2 separate regions of the Mus musculus genome follow, and region 2 is linked to region 1. Evidence: chromatin contacts called from public HiChIP or PLAC-seq data. All regions are on one chromosome and are shown on one strand. Each heading gives the region's core, a stretch centred on a gene start, on an enhancer-like site or on the middle of the called end of the contact. The rest is flanking DNA. Distances are from core to core; before and after follow the strand shown.

Region 1 (7,740 bases), core at 1,851-4,350:
AGACAGGCCAGGAGTTCCCTGCCAGATGTCAGTTCTCCTGAAAACCAAACCATAAAGGGAATACGCTGAGAGAGACAAGGAGCGTTTGTTTCCTCAGGCCTGCTTTCTGTCAAGCTGCTGGCTCCGTGGCCGGTGCTCGCCAGCTTTGCTGTGAGAGGGGCTAGGTGGAAGTCCGAGGGAAATGGAGCTGGTTTCCTTGGCTTTTTAGCTCACTGTACCCAGCCTGTGTATGTGACCACCATCCCCTCCTCATGCACATACTGAGAGGGACTGGATTGGTGACCCCATTTCTTTTCTCTGGCAGATGTGGAAGCGCCGTTCTGACCCGGTTCTCCACATTGACCTGCGGAGGTGGGCTGACCTCATGCTAGTGGCTCCCCTCGATGCCAACACTCTGGGGAAGGTGGCCAGTGGCATCTGTGACAATTTGCTTGTGAGTGATTCCTGGTGTCTGTTCTCTCCAGCCTTGTTCCCAGTCTGCTGAACTGCAGGTTTCACTGTACAAGGAAGTCTGTTACTATGGGAGCAGGTTGTCGAGCATCCCCCCTGTCACTATGGGTACAGGTTGTCGAGCAGCCTCCCTGTCACTATGAGATGCAGGTCTATCGAGCAGCCCCCACCCCCGTCACCATGAGATTCGGGTCTATCGAGTAGCTCCCCTGTTACTATAGGATGCAGGTCTATTGAGCAGCCCCCCTGTCACTGTGAGATGCAGGTCTATCGAGCAGCGCCCCTGTTATTATGGGTGCAGGTCTGTTGAGCCCCCTCTGCTCCTGTCTCTTTAGCAAGAAGGTTGAAAATCTGGGTCCAGTGGACCATCTGGCCTTGCTGCTGGTATCTGGGCGTGTCTACCTTCTCCTGCCCACAGTGGTCAGCCAGGCGCCCCGCCCTCAGCCCTCTGCTCTTCCATCATCCTTCCTCACAGGTCTCCCTCTGCATGCACCTCCATTGAATTCCCTGCCTTTACTGCTTCCCCGTCAGGTCCTCCTTCCCACCGGCATCTAGAAACACCCCAAAGCTAAGACCCAGTTTTCACATTATCAGGGAAAGCTTGGGGAGAACGAGAGGGGAAAACTGGGTGAGAAGTGATTGCCAGATTGGCTTAGGCCTCTGAGACCTCCTGGGAGCTGCTCCCTTCAAGAGCATCTGTCTTCGTTTCTGTGATAATCCTGGGAAGGTCTTTGGTCACCTCTCCCTCTGTTTCTTGACCTTTCACCTCTCATGTTCTGGAGACTTCTACTGGGGACACGGGGAGTGCTGGCTCTGGAGAGAGGGTTGTGATCACCATGCAGACAGGGGAAATTTCCATGCTGAGCACTGTAGGCTCAGGTGAGCCCATTAGTCTTTGGAGCCTGCTTGGTGCTAGGCACTAAGTAGACCTTTAATAATACTGCTTGTATGTGGTAGGAAGTAATTCTCTCTCATAAATATTTTTTGTTTTTGAATTTATGTTTGTGTTTGTGTGTGCTTGTGTGTAGGCTTGTGTCAGACTTTTGGCAGTCCTCCTGCCTCTGCCTTCTGAATGCTGGCATTACTGGTGTGTGTTACTCAGCTCAGTTTTAGAGTTGAAAATGCTGAAGAAATAAATATTGAAGATGCATCAAGAACTTTAGGATATCACATATGATGGGGGCCCTTCATCTGGGCCCTGTGGCATAAGCCTGTAATCCTGGCAACTTGAGAGGCTGAGGCAGGAGGATCAAAATCTCAAGGCCTGGTGGGCTACAGAATGAATCTCTAAAGAAAGTAAAGAGGGCTGGAGCAGAGTGCTTGTGGCAGAGTGCTTGTGTAGTGAGTGGGAAACCCCAGGCTCACTCATTTCCCAGGATGGTGTGTAAAAGAAAGGCGGACACTAGTATCCTTATTTGCTTATGAGGCGCTCTTCTGGGAAGCTGCTGGTGACCCAAGCATTGTTAGACTAAGAATATAGGATGGGAGGAACACCCTCCCTGATGCTGTGGCCAGGAGCAGACTGGGAAGGACAGGGAAGCAGAGCTGGGTATAGCATGGTTGTCACTGCCTAGTAGAAACTGGAGAGGGGGTACTCAGCCGTGCACCCTGCTGCGCTCCCATTGGGAGGTTAGCAGCAGCTGATGTGATAAAACACTCCAACCTCAGAGCTGAACCCCAGCCACTTTCTTAGGCTTCCTCCTTCCCTCTGAAGATGCAGGCCACCCCCCTTGTTGTTGATGTTATTGTTATTGCTGTTATATGCGCTGCTCCTCCCCCATTAGAAACAGTCTTGAGCTGAGTTGGAGAGATGGCTCAGAGGTTAAGAGCACTGGGTGCTCTTTCAGAGGACTGGGGTTTGATTCCTAGTACCCACGTGGAGGTTCACAACTGTCTGTAACATCAGTCTCGAGATCTGGCATCTTCTTTTGGCCTTGGTGGGCACCAGGCACACTTGTGATACACAGACATATATGTGGTCAAGACATGTAAAACAAATATAATGTCATGTAGACCAACTGGCCTGGAAATCCTGATCCCCTCTCTCTTCCTTCCCCAGGTGGGATTGCAGGCATGGCCTGAGGGCCTGGCTTTTTTTTCTTCCAGGCTGCTTGCTACACCTCTGTTTTTGAGGTTTTCTTCTTCAGAATTGGCTGGACAGTGGAACATGTTCCCCAAACTAAGCATTTGCCTCAGTTTCCCTTGAAGACAGATGTCTGACACAATCCCTGGTGTTACGGTTTGAGCTGTTGGCACTCTAGGTGGTGTGGCCACCTCCTCCTCAGTATCTTCTTAGAGACCTGAAGGATGCTCAGCCTGCTCCCTCTTTGCAGGCAGTTGTCTCCAGCATTGGAAGGATGCTGGAGAGGAGCCTGCTAGATGTTCTCAGTCCTGCTCTCCAGGCCCTATGCCTGGGGATGGCTGTCTCCGTCTGTTCTGGCCTGGCTTCTGTGCTAAGTTGTCAGGTCCAGAAAGAGGAGTCGATGCCCCAGGTTGCCAGTCTGACGCTAGTCTCTGGACTGGGATCCAGCCGTCTGCCATGCCTGAGCAGATTCCCAGGGCCAAGGCTGAGGCACCCAGCATGCTGCCAGCCACTTGGCTGGAGCGGCAGTGTCCTCTTCCCTTCCTACTGCTAGTTGCTTCAGAGGAGCTGTGGTTTGTCCAGGAAACACTGAGCTGCGAGTCAGACAGTTGGGAAGTAGCCCTGCCGAGGGCAGACAGGTTGGAGTTTGCTGTGGTCAGCATGCTCTGTTTTGAGGGTTCTTAGAGCCCAGCCCCACCCCGTTCCTACACCACTCATCAAGGGTCCTTTCTAGGTTTGCTTATGACTCTGTCAAAGCAGCAGGTAGCACAGAGCCAAGAAGAAATGTGACTGAAGGTGTCCACCCACAGCCAGCTTGTCTTCTTGAGAGGAGCTGGTGGGAGACCAATGTTGATGCCTGGGACGAGGCAAGCAACCAGATTCCAGACTGTTTGCTGTCCCAGGAGGGGGCAGGGGCACTCGGGACTCGGGACTCTTTCTGAGCAGGGGTGTCATAGTTGCTGTATCCCCGGGAGCTCTCAGGAGGAGGTGGCTGCTGAAGTCAGAGCACAGGAAACCCGTTTCTTCAGGAGCAGTCTGTGGCCTCCCAAGCCTGGGCCTGGGGTAATGCAGGAACCCTAGCTGTGGGACCCGTACTTAGTACCAGGCTCTCAGCTGAGAATGTTGAAAGCTTTTGCATTTTTGCTGGGACCTGGGGGTACCCACCGCTGACATCAGCTCTTAGGAAAGCAGGGGACCAAGAGTAGAAGGTCTTCTGTCACATTGTCAGTTCAGAGGCCAACCTGGGCTACGTGAGATTGTGCCTCAAAAAACTACTACTATACCACACCACCATTAAAAACATTCACAGTCTTTTTAATTAAAAAATTATTTTATTTTATTTTGAAACAGGATCTATGTAGCCTTTGGTGGCCTAGAAGTTGCTATGTAAACCAGGCTGGCTTCAAACTGGGAGAGCTGTGTATGCCTCTGCCTCCCTAGGGCTAGGATCAAAGGAGTATGCTACAGTGCCCAACTTTTTCCTTTCTTTTTAAAATGATTTTCATTTATTTGTTTGTTTTATTGTATGTGGGTACACTATAGCTAGCTGTACAGATGGTTGTGAGCCTTCGTGTGATTGTTGGGATTGAATTTTTAGGACCTCTGCTCACTCTGGGCTACCCTGCTCCGGTTGGCCCTTCTTGGCTTGGGTAGTTCCTTGGCAGGCTCGGTCCCTGCTCGCTCCAGCCCAAAGATTTCTTTATTATTATAGATAAGTACACTGTAGCTGACTTCAGTCGCACCAGAAGAGGGCGTCAGATCTCATTATGGGTGGTTGTGAGCCACTGTGTGGTTGATGGGAATTGAACTCCGGACCTTTGGAAGAGCAGTCAGTGCTCTTACCAGCTGAGCCATCTCGCCAGCCCCAAGATTTTTCATAAAATAAAATAAAAATGACAGGGTCCTGGTATGTATTCCAGTCTGACCCTGAACTTGAGATTCTCTTGTCTCAGGCTCCAGAGGGCTGATATTACAGGCGCATGTCACCATACCTAGCATTCAACCATGGTTTGATATCAAGCTTGCATGACTTCAGAATTCAAAATCTCAAGACTCTGAGTTGGAAATAATCAGGGAGGGAAGGTCTGAACTGGTCTGCTCTGGTGTGTGACCTGGTGGTATGGTCTGGCTTTGGGAGATGGTGAGGCTGCCCAGTCAAAAGGATGGCTGTATAGGTCGCTGTTTGTATCTGTGTGACCTTGGACAACTGTTTATCTCTCAGGGAGCTGCAGCTTGCCCATCTCTGAACAAGGGACAATACCTTCCTTATAGGGCTACAGTAAGGGTTCTTGAGATAATGGATGACGAAGGGTACAGTGTGCTGGATGTTTTCATTCTCAGAGTTTAGTTGTAGAACTGTTGCTACCCAGAAGTAGAACTGTTGCTGAGTAGAGCGTGAACAGTCTGGTTCCTAGCTTTCCAGTGAATAGTGAAGCTGGCCTCCTGTCCCCCTGGGATTGCTTCTCTGTCCTTCAGTTGTGAGCCTGTGTGGAGACTTAGGCTGTTGGGCAGGGTCATTGTATACAGGATGGAGGTCTGTTGGAGGTATCTGGGTCACTGTGGGTGCTGATTGGGTATCTCCTGTGTCTAGGACCAAGCCAGAGCCTGAGTGGAAATGATGAGGGATGAAGAGACAGCCCTCCCTCCCAAGGATGCAAGAACAGATCTCTGTAGATGGGTGATACCCCGTCATCCCTAGGCAACAGCTGCTCTGCTGACCATGGCAAGGACAGTAGGGAGGATTTGGGAGGACCGAGAAGGGTTAGTAGGCAGAGCATCAGCATCTCCCCCCACTCCCCTTCTTTATAGACCTGTGTCATCCGGGCCTGGGACCTAAACAAGCCCCTACTCTTCTGCCCCGCCATGAACACTGCCATGTGGGAGCATCCTCTCACCGCACAGCAGGTAGCCCAGCTCAAGGCCTTTGGCTACGTGGAGATTCCCTGTGTGAGCAAGAAGCTGGTGTGTGGAGACCAAGGTAGGCTTCTGTGGTGCAGTGGGTCTCTGGCCCATTGTGACCTTAGACAGAGCTGTTTTCTGAGCTCAGCTCTCTCATCTAGAAATGAATCCTTGTCTCTTAGGCTTGCTAGGCTGAAGCGAGACAGTATGTGTGAAGTGTCTGGTGGAGCCCCTGGCAATAGAACACTGTTAATGGAGGGACTCCCGGGCCTGTCCTGGGCTGTTTTGGAAGGGATAGATATGGTAGCTCAGGCAGAGCTGGACTTGTGCTTCTCAGCCTTAGGATGTGGGCAGAGTACACAAGGGAGATCTGCGTGGTAGCCACAGGCCAGGTCAGCTCGTCTGGTGCCTCTTAGTCACGGTAAACTTTGCTTCCAGGTCTAGGAGCCATGGCTGAAGTGGAGACCATTGTGGCTAAGGTGCAGGCCGTGCTCTCCCAGCATGGTAGCATCCAGCAGAGTTGACCTGGGATTTCTGCCGTGATGCCCCTGCACCCAGTGAGTTCAGCCTGAGCTGTTGAAGAAGGATATCAGCACAGTATGAAGCGCTTGTGCTGGTTGACGAGGGGCTAGCCTGAACCTTCTTGGGATTTCCCTTCAGTCTAACCCTCTTCAAGCTACACGGAACCACAGACCCAGGTCCTACCTTCTTTCAACCAAGAGATGCCTGCTTCCTGGAGGCCCTCCCATTTCTTTCTGGGATAGCCCAAATAGACTAGGCAAGCACGCTGCTACTGGAAGGGTAATTGAATGACTGAGGGACCTCCTGCCTGGGAATTGCTTTTAGACACACCATGGATGAAGCTGGGCATGGAGGCTCACATCTGTAATCCTAGCACTCAGAAGGCTGAGGCAGGATTGCTACAACTTTGAAGTTGGCTTGGGTTACATAGTAAGCCAGGCCTTTGAGTGTGATAGCCTATATCAAAACAAAAGCAACAAGAAGAAACACCATAGCTCAAGATCCCTGACATAGCAGGACACAGCAGGCTCCTGGTCAGGCTGGAAGCATCCAGTCTTTGGTGCCCAGGTGTCGCACACAGTCAAGAAGTCTGTGAGGTGGCCAAACTCTTCAGATTTCCCACAGTCTGTACTGAGAGTAGGGGCACGAACAGGTCTGGGAAATAAAGAAAAGTGACCTTTTAGGAGACTGTGTCCTTCTTTACATCCTGTCTGTGGCCTCAGAGGTCAGGGGCATGGCCATGTGAGGCCAGAGAAGGTTCCAGGCTGACGACTGACTAGCACGCCCACATTCCTGTGCAGTCTCAAAGCAGACAGGTCAGATTCAGATCTCAATCCCACCTCCAGACCCAGACTGACCCTCGTTTTTCCATCTGCTGGGTCATGCGTCCATAACAGAGCTGCCGAGAGGATTAAGTGAGGCAGATGTGAAAAGTGCATTTGTCTCTTACACCCACAGGGGATACACGCTTGCTCCCAGCAGCTCCTGAAGCCAGAACGCCATACATTATGACGTCTTTCTTTACATAAACTGTGACAAATTTTAATTTATAAATTAGGCCCAGTAAGAGATCAGCAACAATAATAAAATAGAACAGTTATTCACTTTGTTCTGTAATAACTTATTTTCCATGCTGAAAGAAAAATAGAACAATTAAAAATATAATAGAGCCTGGCAAGATGGTTCAGTGTGTAAAGGTGTTTGCCACCTTGTGTCACCAAGCTTCACAGTGTGAGTTTAATCCCTGGGAGTCACGTGGCGGAAGGAGAGAACCAGCCTCTGGAAGGTGACCTCTGACCGCCACCTCCACTCTCACACTGTCACAGGTACTATCTGCATGTGTACACACATACAAAACAGATACAGTAAATATTTAAAAACTTGTGTGAACTCAACATACAACTTTAAAATTGTATCAAGTCAAGAACTTAGACTTTCTGTTGTTTTGTTTTGTTGTCTCGAGACAAGGTTTCTCTTTGTATCCCTGGCTGTCCTGAACTTCCTCTTTATACCAGAGTAGCTTGGAACTCGGAGAGCCTCCCGTCTCTGCTTCTCGAGTGCTGGGATTAATAGTGTGTACCATCACACTTGGCCCAGAACATCAAAGAAGGTTGATGCTTCTCTGGCTTCCCCGAGTTGTCTGCGTCCCGAGTCGTGGGCTGTTCCTGAGGTGAGAGGTTGCTTGAGCGCAAGGGCTATGCACCAGTGGTACTTGATTTGTAACGCTGCTGCAGTAGCGGACTGTCAGTCATATTCAGCACGGACATGCTAGACTAAGTGATGATTCC
Region 2 (7,740 bases), core at 3,602-6,101, 480 kb after region 1:
CTTGTTCTGTAGATCACACTGGCCTTGAATTTAAGAGGTTAGCTTCCTTTTGCCACCCAAATGCTGGGATTAAAGGTGTGTTCTACCATCAGCCAGCAGTAAATCTAAATAAAACAAAATAGAAAACCTTTTGAGTTGAATGTGGTAATATACACTTGAGGTCCCTGCTACTCAGGAAGCTGGAGGCAGAAGGGTCACTGCTTGGGTTCAAGAACTGTAAACCAGCCTGGACAACATAAAGACCCTGCTTCCAATATTAAGCTGGGTGTGGTGGCACCTGCCTTTAATCTCAGCATTTGGGAGACAGAGGCTGGTGGATCTCTTGAGTTCAAGACCAGGATGGTCTACAGAGTGAGCTCCAGGATAGCCAGTGCTACATTGAGACCATGTCTCATCTCCTACCTTTCAACCCCACCCCTCCTCCCACAACAAAACAAAACCCAAAAAACACAAACGATGAGCTAGGCATGGTGATGCACACTTTAATCCCAGTACCCAAAAGACCTGCAGGAATTCTCTGAATCCAAGACCTGTTTAGTCTACACAGTGAGGTCCAGGTCAGCTACAGCTAAATGGTAAGACGCTACAAATAATTTAAAAAGTAAAAGGAGCCAGGCAGTGATGGTACATGCCTTTATCCCGGCATTCTGGGGCAGAGGCAGGCAGATAGATCTCTGAGTTTGAGGCCAGCATAATCTACAATGTGAGCTCCAGGACTGCCAAAACTACACAGAGAAACTCCATCTCGAAAAACCAAAAGAGTCAAAGAACTAGGCTATAGCTTAGTGATGTGTGTAGCCTGCATGGAGAAAAGAAAGGATTGGCTTTTGCTGCCAGGAGATGCAATAAACACTCTGAGGCAAGTTGCCATAGCTACTTTTGGAAAAGATTTATTTATTCTCATTTTGTGTATATGAGTGCTTGCCTGAATGTATGTATGTATATCACCTGCATGACTGGTGCTCAGAGGTCAAAAGCAGGCACTGAATCCTGGGAACTGGAGTTATACATAGTACATATACAAAGTACCATATGGGCAATGGACATCAAACCTAGGTTCTCTGCAAGAAAAGCAAGTACCCTGAACTGCGAAGGTCTCTCAAGCCCTATGCCATAGTTATGTAACAGGGCCCCAGACCTTAGTAGGCCTGCAGACCTCACACAACCGACTCCATGATGGCAGTGCCATTCAGGCTGTAAAACAATGAAAACAAATACCTAATCCATCAAAGTCCATAGCTCTGGAAACGTCTCTCAAAGTACTACTTTTGGGCTTTTGTAATTCCACTTCTGGCAAACTGTTCTTGTTAAGTGTGTCAACCCAAAACGTGATTTTTATGCTTTAAAGCTCACCCTGGAAAAGGCTCAGTGTAGTGGACTGAGGGCCAAAAGATTTGGTAGTGACTTAAACCTATGTCCAAACAGTACTCTCTGGTGAATACCCCCAAGTTATTTATAACAAACATACACAAACATACAGCTGGGCTGTGCCACCTCTCCAGATCATTCTTTTTTGTTTTGTTGTTTTTCGGAGACAGGGTTTCTCTGTGTAGCCCTGGCTGTCCTGGAACTCACTTTGTAGACCAGACTGGCCTCGAACTCAGAAATCCGCCTGCCTCTGCCTCCCAAGTTCTGGGATTAAAGGCGTGCGCCACCATGCCTGACATTCTCCGGATTACTCTTGTTCTTCTCCTTTTGTTTTAGACAGGATTTCTCTGTGTAGTCCTGGCTATCCTGGAACTCACTGTAAACCAGGTTGACCTCAAATGCAGAGATCCACCTGCCTATACCTCCAGGGTGCTGAGTTTGAAGGCATGTGCCATACAGCCCAGCCTCTATAACTCCTTAAAAGTATTAGTTTTGTTTATGTGTGTGGATATACATATGTAAGTGCAGGAGCCTGAGGAGGCTAAGGTATTTCATGCCCCTGGAGCTGGAGTTATAGGTAATTTTAAGTCTGATACACTGGGATCCTCTTCAAGAGCTGTGCAAGCTCCTAACATCAGAGCTTTTTTTGTCTTCACTTTCAGCGGCTGTTTTGCTTTTTAATTTGGGGGTTGGGGATGAGGTACTGAAACTGGGTTTCTTTGTAGCTCTGGAATTTACTCTCTAGACCAGAGATCCAACTGCCTCTGCCTCCTGGGTGCTGGGATTGGATGAGTCCAAAGAAATATTATTAAAGGCATATGCCACCATGCCCAATTTTTCTCCCTCTCTTGGTAGATGGGTATTTTGCTTGCATGTCTATATACATATGCATGGCTGGAGGAGGATATTGGATCCCTTGGAAGTAGAGTTTTTGGAAGAACAGCTAGTGCTCTTTACTGCTTAGTCATTTCTTCAGTCTTTTATTTCTTGAGACACTGGCTTTGCAGCCTTGGCTGACCCCACACTTGCAGTGTTTCTGCTTAGTGCATAATACACCAGCTCTGACTAACTTCTTCTATAGCATCCTGCTGAAACCAATCACTGCCTAGTGTTGCTACTGACCTGGAGGCTGACACTCCAACATATCTTTTAAGGACTGGCTGTGCATTAGCACTCTTAAAACTCTTAATTCATTTATCAAGCAATCAAATACTGACTTATCTTCCTTTCTCACCTGAAAAGTGCAGAGTAACTGATCTACTCATTTAAATGGGTTTGTTGGGAGGGTATATATTACCCATGTAAACCTGTGTCTAATATTTGGAATCATTTCATGTTACCTTCCCTAGTTTTACTTTTTTTTTTTTTAAGATTTATTTATTATATCTAAGTACACTGTAGCTGTCTTCAGATGTACCAGAAGAGGACATCAGATCTCATTACAAATGGTTGTGAGCCACCATGTGGTTGCTGGGATTTGAACTCAGGACCTTTGGAAGAACAATCGGTGCTTTTAACCACTGAGCCATCTCTCCAACCCTAGTTTTACTTTTTAAAAAATTTTGTTTGTATGAATGTAAATGACGTACCATGCATGTGGAAGGGTCGGCTCTCTCCTTCCACCATGTGGGTTCCAAAACTAAATTCACACTGTCAGCCTGAGCAGCAAGTGCCTCTCTCCCCATTGAGCTATCTTGCCTGGCTCACTAGCAAGGAAGAGGAAGCACATAAAATCTGAGCCTCATCAGTGCACACTGTAATATTAGCACTGGAGAGGCTGAGACAGGAGGATCACTTCTAGTTCCAGACCAGCTTGAGCTTCAAATCAAAACCGGTCTCAAAAGAGAGAGAGAGAGAGAGAGAGAGAGAGAGAGAGAGAGAGAGAGAAGAAAAATAACCCCTACACAAATACCTTAATCTGCCAGACTCTGAATTCTATTTTGTATTTGGTCTGGGATAAAACTTGGTGCTCTATTTACCAGTTCTATTGCTTTATGGTTTTCCTTTTGCTTCTGCTGCGTTTTTTTTTTTTTTTTTTTTAAAGTCCTAAATTTCTCTGCATAGCCCTGGTTGTCCTCATGTCGACCAGGCTGGCCTGGAACTCAAAGATCTGCCTGCCTTAACCTCCTAACTGCTGGGATTAAAGGCTGTGCCAGCACTACCTCGCCCTTTTGCTTGTTTTTTTTTTTTGGGGGGGGGGGTGTCCTTAACTCTGAAGCCAGGACCTTGAAGAACATCTGTTTTCAGGAACCTCCTGGGTCCCTTCTAACCACTAGCTGGCCAAACTACAGGGCGATCATTTCCTTAGGCAAGCAAACACTCCAGGACTTTAATATGGTATTTCCTGGGGCTGGAATATCAACAGGAAGTCTTGTGGATAAAAGCTCTGCCAAAACATTCATTCCGAGAAAAGGACTGGTTAAGTGACAAATCTGCCCAGCTTGTACAACATCCTGCAACCTCCACGTGAGGCTCCAAAGCCTCACGCCTTCAACCCTTTTCCTGCCCTTAGGCTCTTCAGCTAGCAAGATAATAGATATGGCTATGTAGGACCCTAGGTAAGAAGAACGACCAGACAAAAATGTGCACTTAAACAACGTCGGTGGGACATTTATTGGCATTAGGAAAGGGTTTCTTTAAACGATATAAATATACTGAACTCAAACTCTCCATCCAGACGGTCCTATTTCAAGATGAAAGCAAAGGGGAAGAGGTAACATTCCTGCTTCTACACCACAAAGTTTAAGGCACAAGAAGCTAGCAATCCCCAGTGCGGTACAAAACTGCTTCCCACTGTCTCTCAAGACACAGTCACTTAATTGTCAGTCCAAATTCTAGGAAAAATTCCCAGTACACCGGGGCAATCCTCCCCATCCCCGGTTCAGTGACCTGTAGCTGAGAAGCCAGGACAAGAAGACTCGCTAGGCATCTAGATCAAAGTCATCGCGCTCCTCATTGTACTCCAACACGTGCCGCTTGATCTTGGATGAGTCCACCCAGGTGACAAAGTCCTCCATGCTGCGAGTGACGAGAAAGGCGGGATCAGTGACCACGTCTGGGCCCACGCGGACATGACCCTGCTCCACAAAAGCCACAGCAGCTTGGAGATGCTGCGCCATGCGTAGCTTGAGGAGCAAAGTAGGCAAGCGGCGGCGGCAGAAGGACGAGGCCGAGACGGAGTCGCAGAGTTCCAGTGAGCCGCGCGTGGGCACCAGGCCCATAGCGTACAGCTTGTCCAACAGCGCCGCCGAGGCGCGCACGCGGAATGGGTCGCGTTCCGGCAGGTCGCGCAGGCGCCGCGCCAGCTCGCGCACCGCTCGGCTCAGCTGGTTGTAGCGCGTGTACTCCTCGCGCCGCTGCAGCCGGTACCGCCGCAGCACACGCAGTTCGTGGAGGTTGTGGTCGGTGACTTCCCAGTTTAGGAAGTCCACCTGTTTCAGCAGCTTCTGCTCGTGGAACTTAAGCTTCCGCACCATGATGGAGAATGCGGGAGAAAGGGAATACGTTGAAAATCTAGCGTAATTTCCGCCTCGACGTAGAAAGACCCCGCCTCTAGATCACTGGACCAATCAAAAGATTGGTTAAAGACACGCCCCCGGTTTTTCATTCGTCCAACTCTGGAACTTCCTGTTTTGAAAGGGGAGCGGGGGAGAAAGAATTGCGGAAGGAGAGCCGTGTCCTGCGAATACACTTTTCCTTGCATGCAGTGCGTATGCAACTAGTCTAGTCCAGTGTTGTGTTTTGTTTTTAAATATTTATTCATTTACGTATTTTGTGTATATGATTGCTCTGTCTTCATACCGGAAGAGAGCTTCAGATCCCCTGTTTGTGGTTTTCCTGGGAATTGAACTCTGGACCTTTGGAAGAGCAGTCAAGTGCTCTTAACCGCTGAGCCATCTTGGCAGCACCTAGTTTACTCTCAGAGTTCTGTCTTTGGTGACTGAAGAGAGTCTGCTCCGTCAATAGCTGTAGATGTCAGTTTCCAGAGAGAGAGGTTACTGCCTTTAAAAGAGTTGTCTCATAGTTTTGGTTGTGAGCCTATTATTTAATGGCTGAGCTATCTCTCCAACTCTGGAAAGATGGCTTAGCAGTTAACAGCACGGCTGCTCTTCCGGAGGTCATGAGTTCAAGTCCCATCGCCCACATAGTGGTTCACAACCATCTATAATGTGATCTGATGCTCTTTTCTGACATGCACATGTACATGCAGCTAAGAGCACTGATACACATAAAACAAATCTTTTTTTTTTAAAGCATACACAACTTTAGAAGAGTGGAATGCTAATAAATAAATAAGAGGATTATCTCTGTCAAAAAACGTGATTAGAACTCTGCAAATGTCTCAGTTCCAGTGGTCCCCAGAGTTGACAAATAGTCCCATCCTGGCCAGCATGAGATCTGTCACTGGACTGGCAGTAGTACCAAACAATCAGGATTGGAAGCATTCCTGCCTCTTATTTTTTTGACACAGTTTCCTTAGGTAGCCCAGGTCAGCCATGAATTCACCACAATATAACCAGATTCAATCCAAAAGGATGAGATTATGAGTGAGCATGTGCCACCATGGCTGTCTTACTTTATTTTATTTTTTGAGACAGAATGTCTCTAGTACTATCTGTCCTGGTAATTTTTATATAGACCAGGCTGTCCTTAAACTCAAAGAGATCCATTTACCTCTGCCTCCAAGTGCTGGAGTTAAAGTGTTACTCAGGTATGTCTGGAGATTGTTTCTGCAATCCTCAGTGACTGATGGTACCCATCAATGATGAGAAATTCAGAGTGTAAGTAGGAGTCCTAACCTTCATCTGTAAGAGGTGAACAGTCTGGTAAACAATTCCTGTCTGAAATCACAGAAGCAGAACGAAGGCCAGAAGAATTTCTACTGAGCCCCTACCTGTTGGGGTAACCTCCTGACACACAAACCATATCAGTTATGAAGGTGTGTCTCTCTACTCTCTATTGCTGTAAGTGAGGCTGGCAGGATATATTGTATTGTCACTTCTACAGCCCACAATGCATGCTTTCTATGTGTCGCTTCCTCATCTACCCCAAAAGATGATTTGCTGAGATTATCACGTTGAAAAGCAAGCTATGAACTTCAGGAGCATGTGAAGGGGTTGGTCCTGCAGATCCAAAGCTGCAGTATCTCCATGGCACCTGGTGTGGTGGTTTGAATATGCTTGGCCCAGGAAGTGGCACTATTAGGAGGTGTGGCTTTGTTGGAGGAAGTGTGTCTCTGTGGGGGGTGGGCTTTGAGAGATCCTCCTCCTAGCTGCCTGGAAGCCAGTCCTCTTTTATTTGCTTTCTGAACAAGATGTAGAACTCTCAGCTCCTCTGTCGCCATGCCTGCCTGGATGCTGTTATGTTTCTGTGATGATGATGGACCGAACTTCAGAACCAGTAAACCAGCTCATATTAAATGTGGTCCTTTATAAAGGGTACCTTGGTCATAGTGACTGACCACAGTAAAGGCCTAACTAAGACAGATGGCAACAACAGTATGTCTGAGAGGAGTCAGTTCTCAGGTGTAGCTGAAGCCAGAGGCCTCCTACCAGACCAATGAAGAATTACAATGAACATTAGCAAGTAAAAAAAATGTGTGGAAAACAGGTAGCACCATGACACACTGAAGCTTCCTTGGTGAGATTTGTTTGTTTGGTTTGGTTTTTTGTTTCCTTTTGGGGGAGGTTGCAAGGGCAAAGGGTAAAGACAAAAGGACAAGGAGATGAGTGGTGCATGATGTGAAATTCACAAAGAACCAGTAAAATTAGCTTTCTAAAAACCAGAAGAGTTCTGCTTTATGTTTCTGTTATCTTCTAAGCAACACCTCTGCCTAAAGGTTACAGGTATTATCTATAACCTGTGTGACTGAAACTGAGAGGCGATTAGGCCAACTGGACTGACCTGCTCACTCCCCCCTCCCTATGCCTCATGCTGGTCTCTGTCATCTTAACTCCTGTTTGTTTCTTTTGAGACAGGGTCTCACTACATAGTCCTGTGTGGCCTTGAATTCAATCTGTAGTCCAGGCTGGCCTCAAACTTACAGAGAACTACCTGCTTCTACCTCCAGAGTGCTGGGTTTAAAGACACATTGCAATAAGCCTGATTGTTTTTGTTTGTTTGTTTGTTTGTTTGTTTTTTGTTATTTTGTTTTTGTTTTTCGAGACAGGGTTTCTCTATATAGTCCTGGCTGTCCTGGAACTCACTTTGTAGACCAGGCTGGCCTCGAACTCAGAAATCCACCTGCCTCTGCCTCCCAAGTGCTGGGATTAAAGGCGTGCACCACCACGCCCGGCTAAGCCCAATCGTTTTATTTCTACTGATGAGATGTTGCCTCAGCCTCCCAAATTCTGGGATTACAGGCATACACCA

The links. HiChIP or PLAC-seq counts read pairs in DNA pulled down with a chosen protein or histone mark.
Region 2: a contact with region 1 is called in a FOXA1 HiChIP or PLAC-seq map of pancreatic cancer cells. The contact joins the promoter of Imp3 here to the enhancer-like site in region 1. A contact is called at or near these places in 4 of 39 promoter capture datasets (the C10 cell line, cranial neural crest and pre-B cells), 3 of 484 Hi-C or Micro-C datasets (Sertoli cells, embryonic stem cells and pre-B cells) and 13 of 115 datasets of contacts at active chromatin or transcription factors (the SCID.adh cell line, bone marrow-derived macrophages, embryonic forebrain and 7 more).

Annotation. Positions count from the first base shown.
Region 1 is chr9:57,412,856-57,420,595 of GRCm38.p6, reverse strand. Ppcdc (phosphopantothenoylcysteine decarboxylase) reads left to right here. Exons shown (of 7, transcript NM_176831.5): 5 at 305-433; 6 at 5,342-5,510; 7 at 5,870-6,635. The coding sequence ends at 5,955. Among named protein-coding and RNA genes, the nearest start is that of Ppcdc, 23 kb to the left of the region's middle. Within about 2 kb of position 3,100, at least 30 of the 459 cell types and tissues checked have an H3K27ac peak or open chromatin away from gene starts, as enhancers often do. A contact at or near this core is called in the SCID.adh cell line, bone marrow-derived macrophages and pancreatic cancer cells, where this site is marked.
Region 2 is chr9:56,934,611-56,942,350 of GRCm38.p6, reverse strand. It overlaps Imp3 (IMP3, U3 small nucleolar ribonucleoprotein), which reads right to left and starts at 4,851. Exons shown (of 1, transcript NM_133976.2): 1 at 3,953-4,851. The coding sequence starts at 4,844. The coding sequence ends at 4,290.